Linked DNA regions of Capra hircus: region 2 is linked to region 1. Evidence: chromatin contacts called from public Hi-C data. All regions are on one chromosome and are shown on one strand. The core of a region is the stretch at or near the end of the contact, and the rest is flanking DNA. Distances in the headings are between cores, read along the strand shown.

Region 1 (4,027 bases), core at 518-3,017:
TAAATAAACAAGGCAGTTACTAGTAGTGACAATTGCCAGGGAGAAAATAAAACAGAGAAGTGATGAAGAAACTAAGAATTCCATGAGTAGGTAATGTCCGAAATGAGATTTAGGTGACAGGGATTCAGTCCTGTGACTATCTGGGGTAAAAACCCTCCTTGCAGAGAGACGTGCTGCACAGACCCTCCCTCAGGAGCAGGCTTCACATATCAGAGGGAGGCCAGTGTGGCTGGAAAGGAATGAGCAAGGACAGAACAGTAAGAGCCCATCAGGGAGGTGGGCTGGGGCCAGACTATAGATCAGATCTTTAGGCCATGACAGAGTCTGATTATTCTGCTAAGAGTAATGAGAATGTATTGTGTGGATTTTCAGCAGAATAAAAGGACCATTATGTTTGAATGAAATGGAAATGTAGTTTAAACATTAAAAATAAAAATAATAGGGCTTCCCTGGTAGCTCAGTGGTAAAGAATCTGCCTGCCAATGTAGGAGACCCAGTTTCGATCCCTACTCTGGGAAGATCTCTCATGCCATGGAACAACTAAGCCCGTGCTCCCAACTATTGAGCTCAAGCTCTAGAGCCCGAGCTCTGCAACCAGAGAAACCACTGCAGTAAGAAATCCACACCTGGCAATGAAGAGCAGCCCCACTTCATGCAACTAGAAAAAAGCCCTCGAAGCAACGAAGACTCAGAACCGCCAAAAATAAATAATCAGATTATTAAAATAAATATAATAGGGCTTCTCTTGTGGCTCAGCTGGAAAAGAACCTGCCTGCAATGCAGGAGACCTGGGTTCGATCCCTGGGTTGGGGAGAAGGGAAAGGCTACCCACTCCAGTATTCTGGCCTGGAGAATTCCATGGGCTGTATAGTCCATGGGGTCGCAATGAGTTGGACACGACTGAGCGACTTTCACTTACACTTACTAGTAATATAATAAGGTCCTCTTGGCTGCTTTGTGGAGAACGAAAGAGTGGAAGCAGAGAGATCTCCACAAGAAATTAGAAAGCTGCTGAAATAATTCAGGTGAGACGTGATTATAGCTTGGAACAAGGAGGCCATGTTGGAAGTGGGGAGGTGTGGTTGAATTCTGGGTCTATTTTGAAGGTTGAGTCAATAGGACTTGCTAACAGACCATGTTCTCCCTTGCTCATCTAGCTCCAGGAACTCCTCCACACATACACCTTAGGTGGCTCCTCCATCTTCACTGGGGGGCTGAGTTAGAGAGGCCAATCCCAGGCACACAGCTAAATTAGGAAGTTTCCAGGTGTTGCTAGACAAATGAAGTCAAGACGCGGGCCTATGTTCTCCATGAACTGCCTCCACTTTCCATCGTTAGCCCATTTAATGACAGGGCCTCTGCTTGCTGTCTTCCTTCTTTGTTAGACTGCCTAACTTCTACAGACCCAGTTATTTAGTAGGGCCTCTGTTTCTCCAAATGGGTACCTTCAGGGTATGTTGGTGACACCCAAAACAGTCCACTGTATTTGGTGTTTGTATTTGATACAGAGTATGGGGTGGTATAATCTGGGGGTCAGTCCTCAGACCCAAGCCAGTGATATACTCCCATTAATTTACAAAATACAGTGGGGTCAGACCTGATCCCACAGGAAACACGCATAACACTTTTGCCCCAGGTTGGGCATTTCTGGAGATCCTGGAAAAGGTCAGGTTGGCCTCACACTCAGGCTAGCCTAGTGGGGAAAACAACCACAGGGGAGGTGACCAGCTGGCTCTGGAGTCAGCAGGTCTGGCTCTGTTTGTGTTGTGTGGCAGGGGTGGGGAGAGGTCGGAGTGGGGGGTGGGGGGTGCATTATAAATGCAGCCAGCCAGAGGGCTCCTGGCCTCAGAACCTAGGACCACACCAGTCCCTGAGAGTTTGTAGAAGCTTCACTGAGATGAAGCTGCCAGGCCAAGAGGAGTCTGACCTCTCCAGTGCTAGTGAAAATGTGCCCACAGGAGAGCTGGACAGTGGCCCTGGCTCCGGCCTCAGTCCTGATGGCCCCTTAGACACAGACAGCAGGGAACTGGAGGTACCCAAGGACCCTCCGCTCTTCATTCAGCTGAATGAGCTACTGGGCTGGCCCCACGCGCCCGAGTGGAAAGAGACAGGCAGGTGAGTGGGATCCAGGACAGTTTTACGGGGTCCTTCCCCTTCCCCCATTGGGACCTCCTCCATGACCCCCAGCTCTTCCTGTGTATGAGGTTGGTATTATCACCCCCAGTCACGAGTTTCTTTCTGTGTTCCCCATTTCAGACCCTCACTCTCTATGGTGCTCAGCCTTTTCTGCAGTCTGGTTTTGAGTTCCCCAAGATCCAAGATGAGGGGGTGACTTCCCCGGGGAGGGGCTCTGAACCACTGGGCCCACAACTTCACCCTTGTCTCACCTTCCCTGACTCTCCTGCATCTTCACTCTTGGACCTGGGAGAGATGCCCCCAGTAACACTGACTGCCCCTCTCACCAGGTGGGTGCTGTTTGAGGAGAAGTTGGAAGTGGGTGCAGACCGGTGGAGCGCCCCCCACGTGCCCACTGTGGCACTGCCCAGCCTCCAGAAGCTCCGCAGCTTGTTGGCCAAGGGCCTTGTCCTGCTGGACTGTCCAGCTCTGAGCCTCCAGGAGCTCGCAGGTGCCCTGGGACCCTTTGCTGGGAGGGCCTGGGCATCCTCATGATTTCTCTAAGACTTTCCCCATGAAGTCTTAGAATTTTCCAGAGGGCTCCCCCCCCAACTCTTGAGAATTATCCACCCCTGTATCACAAGGGAGAGATGGAAATGCAGAGGGGAAGAGCAAGTCCGTTGGTTGGACTTGTTTTCCCCAAGAATCTTGGAAGGGAAAGGAGCCTGGGCAGAGGGGAAAGGGAAAGAATTCAAGGGAAGGGAGCTCTCAGGTAAGGGTGGGAGCCCCACCTCTGTTCTCCAGAGCAAGTGACCAGAGTGGAGTCGCTGAGCCCAGAGCTGAGAGGGAAGCTGAAGGCCTTGCTGTTGCAGAGACCGCAGCACCTCATCCAGACCCCATGCACCAGCCCCTGCTGGGGTAAGAGGCCCTCCCTGGGCCCAAGACCAAAATCCCTGGGGTGGGAGGACCCCAGGTCTCCCCTCACCTTCCTGTACCAGCAGTGGCCTAGCATGGCTCAGACCTCAACTCAGGACTCAAGGGTGAGAAGCAGCAGGGGCAGTGAGGGGAGAGGAATGGAAGAAGCGCAAGGGCCAGAGCCCCATGAGGAGATGTTCTTGGCGGGCATCGTGGTGAGCTTCACACATAGCAGATCATCTCATCTTCACAACAACACTGGGAAGTAATACCATAATTATCCTCATTTTAGTGATGGGAAAACTGAGGAGTAGCGGGGGGAAGGTGTGCTCCAGTTTCCACAACAATGCAAAGCTGGTCAGGGAATCCACCTGGTGGATCCACCCCCAAGGCCTGTGGTTTTTTATAATATAATATATAGATATTCAGTTCAGTTCAGTCGCTCAGTCGTGTCCGACTCTTTGGAACCCCATGGACTGTAGCACACCAGGCCTCCCTGTCCATCACCAACTCCCGGAGGTTACTCAAACTCATCTCCATCGAGTTGGTGATGCCCTCCAACCATCTCATCCTCTGTCGTCCCTTTCTCCTCCTTCCTTCAATCTTTCCCAGCATCAGGGTCTTTTCAAATGAGTCAGCTCTTCGTATCAGGTGGCCAAAGCATTAGAGTTTCAGCTTCAACATCAGTCCTTCCAATGAACACTCAGGACTGATCTCCTTTAGGATGAACTGGTTGGATCTCCTTGCAGTCCAATGGACTCTCAAGAGTCTTTTCCAAAACCACAGTTCAAAAGCATCAACTCTTTGGTGCTCAGCTTTCTTTATAGTCCAACTCTCACATCCATACATGACTACTGGAAAAACCATAGCCTTGACGAGACAGACCTTTGTTGGCAAAGTAATATCTCTGCTTTTTAATATGCTGTCTAGGGTGGTCATAACTTTTCTTCCAAGGAGTAAGCGTCTTTTAATTTCATGGCTGCAGTCACCATCTGCA
Region 2 (4,027 bases), core at 624-3,123, 130 kb before region 1:
GGGCGGCAGGCGGCAGGCAGCAGGCATGTGAGTGGACGGATGAACTGGTGGGCCAGCTCCCAGACTGCTGTGCCTTGGAGTAGGTGTCTTGGGACACTGAAGCAAGGAGAGGGACAGGGTCGTGGAAGACATGGCTGAAGTGGCAGGAGTAGCAGGGCAGGCGTGAGGCCCTGAGGACCTAGGTTGTGACGGTGCACCAGCCCCACAGCCCTCCTGCTGTGGGGGAAGAAGCTGCACCTCACCTCTCCCGCTCTTAACCTCCAGACTCCAGTGAAAACCACACTCCCTTGACTGCCTCTATGCTCCTGGCCGCCCTTCATCCCCTACGCAGCCCTCCCCCAGCGTATTTACCTGGTGCTCATGGCCTTCAGAGCAGGTGGCAGAGGGGTACTGCCTTTAGGACAGCTTCCGTCCCGAGTGCAGCCCCCTTGTGCTGAGTCAAAAATGGTCCCGCCGTACGTGCACATCCAAGGAAAGCGCAAGTGCATCCTCAGCCAGCAGTGTGTTCTCTCTGGCTGCTTGGAAGGCGCAGGAGCTGTCCTGGGGCCGTCTTGAGATTGTACTTATTCCTCAGATGCATTACGATTTTTCCCTCTTCCTCCCTCTTGGTCTGAGCAGTAGGAGGGCTGTTTGGCATCCTCTGATACCTCGCGGAAGGCTGGCCTTCTTATGTTGTTTTGGATGCTGGTTTAGAAGATGGGGTGAAGACAGCTGAGCACTGACCACAGGCCTCCTGCCTCTGGCAGAGCTGTCACCTCTGCCGGGGGCACTCCTGGGGCGGCACTGGGCTGTGGTGGTCTCGGCAGTAAAGGAGCAGCATGGGGTGCCCACCACTGGTCTGAGCCTGCACAAGAGGCCAAGGTACAGCTTCCTTCGTTTCTGGAGCAAGAAGGCCCGAGATGTCAGAACTGTCTGTGAGGCCCCGGTCTTTTGTATCTGCTTCTCCTTACTAACTTCCTGGGCTGGGACTGCAGACAGATGCAGGCACAAGAACTAATGGCCTGCTAAGGCTCAATTACCACTTCAAAGCCCTTGATTAATCATTTAAAATGTCTGAGCTGAGCAAGTCAAGGTTTCAGATTCCAGGATGGGGCTGACTGAGAACTGGAGCCTTTGGCTGAGTCTCCACTCACATTCCTGCCCGGGTCCCTGTGTGGCCTGGAGCCCTACTTGCCCAGTGCGTGCCCGGAACCGGGGTTCTGAGTAGCCCATGTGAATACCTGCCCCCTGGGTGTACACTATGGTAGTCCTAGAATTTGGGACCGCTGGTTGGTGTGGCTGGTGGCCCTGGAGAAGACCCCAGGACTTGGTGAGCAGGCACCTGGGCCCAGGGGGCTGCATGCCTCCAAGCATCTTGCATCTGTCTTCTCTGCTTCCAGCTGAGGCAAGACAGTGGATGAGGATCCTCTGCCAGAGTCTGCTCAGCTCCCCTGGGCCTTTCTGACCTAGGCTGGGCCTCCAAGTCACACACATGCTCACTCACCCTTCCCTCTACACCCCCAAGCCCGATACCACCACTACTCACGCTGTCTTTGCACCTGCATTCATGTGGCAACTCTGAGTACCTGCCCCTCTGCAGGCCACACCCCTGGAATGGGGCTGAGGACACTGAAGGTTGGTACCAAAGGGCTGTGTCAGGGCAAGGCAGACAAGCTGGTGAAGGAACCCCTAGACCTGCTCTCCAACTCACCCACAGTTTTCTGGAAATTGAGAGTCTGTTCAGTCCCTTCCTGGGACCAGGGCACAGGCTGAATAAGGTGGCCTTGACTCCTGACACACTACGCAGCAAATGGGATGGTAAGCCTTTTGGGTGCTCTGCGTGTGGGCCCATCTGTGAAGGCCTGCCTGCATCAGCAGGAGCTGGCGCCCAGGCTGGCCACAAGGGGGCACTGGACCCCTAAGTAGGAGCGCTGTGTGAGCAGTCTCTGCACCATGCCGGACCCAGTGCCCCTCACTGGGCACTGACTGCTCCCACTGCACTTTTGATCCTGCTCCATTGTTCCTTCCTTTAAAAGAAAAATTTTTTTTTAAATTCTGGAATAATTGTAGATTTACAGATGAGTCAGAAATAGTACAGTTGCTGTATACTCTTGATCCAGCCTCCCTTAATGTTTAACATCTTACATAACCATGCCCCCATGCTCAGCTTGCCAGTACAGGCCAGTTGCCAGTAAGGCTCATGTGGCCTGGGTGTGGAAACACCTGTGTTAGAATCCTCTACGCCCCAGCTCCTGCTGGGGAACCAGTACGGCCAGCGAAGCTGTGGTGTATATACAGTGCCCTGACTTAAGGTACCCAGGGAGGCTGTCCCGGCCCAGGACTCGGGCAGCACGGCTGCATCCTGACTGCTGAGCTAGGGCAATATGGGAGCTCTCAAGGGGAAGCGGGGTTCACCACTGCAGGGCAGGGATGGGGACAGGTGGCACAGTAGAGGATGTGAGGAGCAGAAACCTCGAGGTGGGGTGGGCAGACCAGACCGGCAGCTCAGTGCAGCAGGCCCCTCTGGAGGTGCAGTACCTCAGACTGCGCAGGTAGGAAGGGCACCTAGGAAGATGCAGTTATAAAATACGGAGTTCCTGGGCCCCACAGTGAGTGCTGTGAGGCGTTCCTCAGAGCATTCTCCTGTGCCCATCATCCCTGCTTTGGCGATGGGAAGAAAAGCAAGGAAATCACTTCACTCATACCTCCAGACTTACTTTACCACACAGACTCCACCACCACCACCCCCATCTTCTCTACAGTCTGTGGGGATAGGTTCTGTCCTCAGCTAATGTGAAGGAAAAAGTCATAATAAGGGCTTTGGAAGACTCAGTGCTCCAGGAAATAACTGACCGGGTTTCTAAGGTAGGTACAGCACTAACTACCCCCATCAAGGCTGACACAGCCCTCGGGCTTGAAGTTCTGTTTTTTGGGGGTTTTTTTTAGCCAGACTGACTATTTCTAACCTCTGTAACCACTGTCTGGGGGTAATCAGCTCAGAGTCTCTACTGCACCAGGCTGTGGAGGACGTCATGTGAAATAAGCCCTGTCTAGGACGGATGTGGACTAGAGGAGGAAGGTGACAGAGGAGGCAAGACGGAGACATCTTTGTCTTCCTGATGAAGCTACCTGTGGGTCAGTGGTTCTGACAGGAGGAAGGGTTGGGAGTGGGGAAGCTGGGAGCAGACAGGTGTCCGGTGGGGCTGTGAAGGCCCTTAGCACGGGCTGAGTAGTGAGCACCTCCATAAAGGCAGCTTGAGAGAGACTGCAGGGCCCAGCACACAGGAGCCCAGCCATGGGCTAGGTCTCTGGCCTGGGTCCAGCAGGCTGCCTTTGCAGGGGAGGGAGCCTTTCTGTCCTCAGGGCAGCAGAGCCAGTCCACTGACAAGGAGAATGCAACCAGAGATTAGGCAAGGGAAGCAACAGCCAGCTGCGTTTTGGGTTTCCCTGTCCAGCGCTACCCATGCAGGATCAGGGGAGGCTGGGAACCTGGGTTGGTCATCGGGGCAGAAATGGCAGGTTGCGCTGCCTGGGGCTTTCCTGCTCTGGTGACCCCAGAGTTGGGTGGGCGCTGCCTGGTAAGAGAGGACTGTCCTGGAGCCCATTCACTCCCGGGCTCCTCCTGGTCCCTTTGCTACCTTAGCTGGGGCCTGGGCTCACATTCCTGCTCTGGCTGTTTCTGTGCTTGCACAAGAGACCTGACCTTCGTGAGCCTCAAGTTCCTTACCTGTGAGATGGGAACATCCAGCACACAGTTACTGTTAAGACTAAACCAGGTCATGGCCTTATCAGGTGGTCTTCTTTTTGACTAGGCTCCCCTGGTGGTGGGTCTTGACTCCCAGACCCTGAACAGTTTTTCCTATGTCGCTGAGTGGGGCCAAATGAGATTAGACCTGTGCCGTGAGAGGAGAAAGGGCTATCTCTGTGGAGGGCAGCTGATACAACAGAACTTGAACAAGCTCACAGTACCCAGCGTGTTTTAGCTACTATACCAGGCTCGAGAGAGAGGAGCTGCCAAGCGAGGAGGTATAAAAACAGATACGCAAAA

What was found. A called contact is a pair of places that touch in the nucleus more often than the background predicts.
Region 2: a Hi-C map of blood shows a contact between it and region 1, with 4 times the contacts expected there. The contact joins the enhancer-like site here to the promoter of SLC4A9 in region 1. A contact is called at or near these places in 4 of 5 Hi-C or Micro-C datasets (blood and liver).

Annotation. Positions count from the first base shown.
Region 1 is chr7:58,938,749-58,942,775 of ARS1.2, reverse strand. SLC4A9 (anion exchange protein 4) reads left to right here and starts at 1,767. Exons shown (of 22, transcript XR_001918297.1): 1 at 1,767-2,115; 2 at 2,466-2,626; 3 at 2,920-3,033. All of the region lies in intron 1 of HBEGF (proheparin-binding EGF-like growth factor), which reads right to left.
Region 2 is chr7:59,065,432-59,069,458 of ARS1.2, reverse strand. All of the region lies in intron 2 of CYSTM1 (cysteine-rich and transmembrane domain-containing protein 1), which reads left to right. LOC106502354 (a long non-coding RNA gene) reads right to left here. Exons shown (of 2, transcript XR_001295912.2): 1 at 352-4,027. Among named protein-coding and RNA genes, the nearest start is that of CYSTM1, 67 kb to the left of the region's middle. Within about 2 kb of position 1,873, at least 4 of the 5 cell types and tissues checked have an H3K27ac peak or open chromatin away from gene starts, as enhancers often do.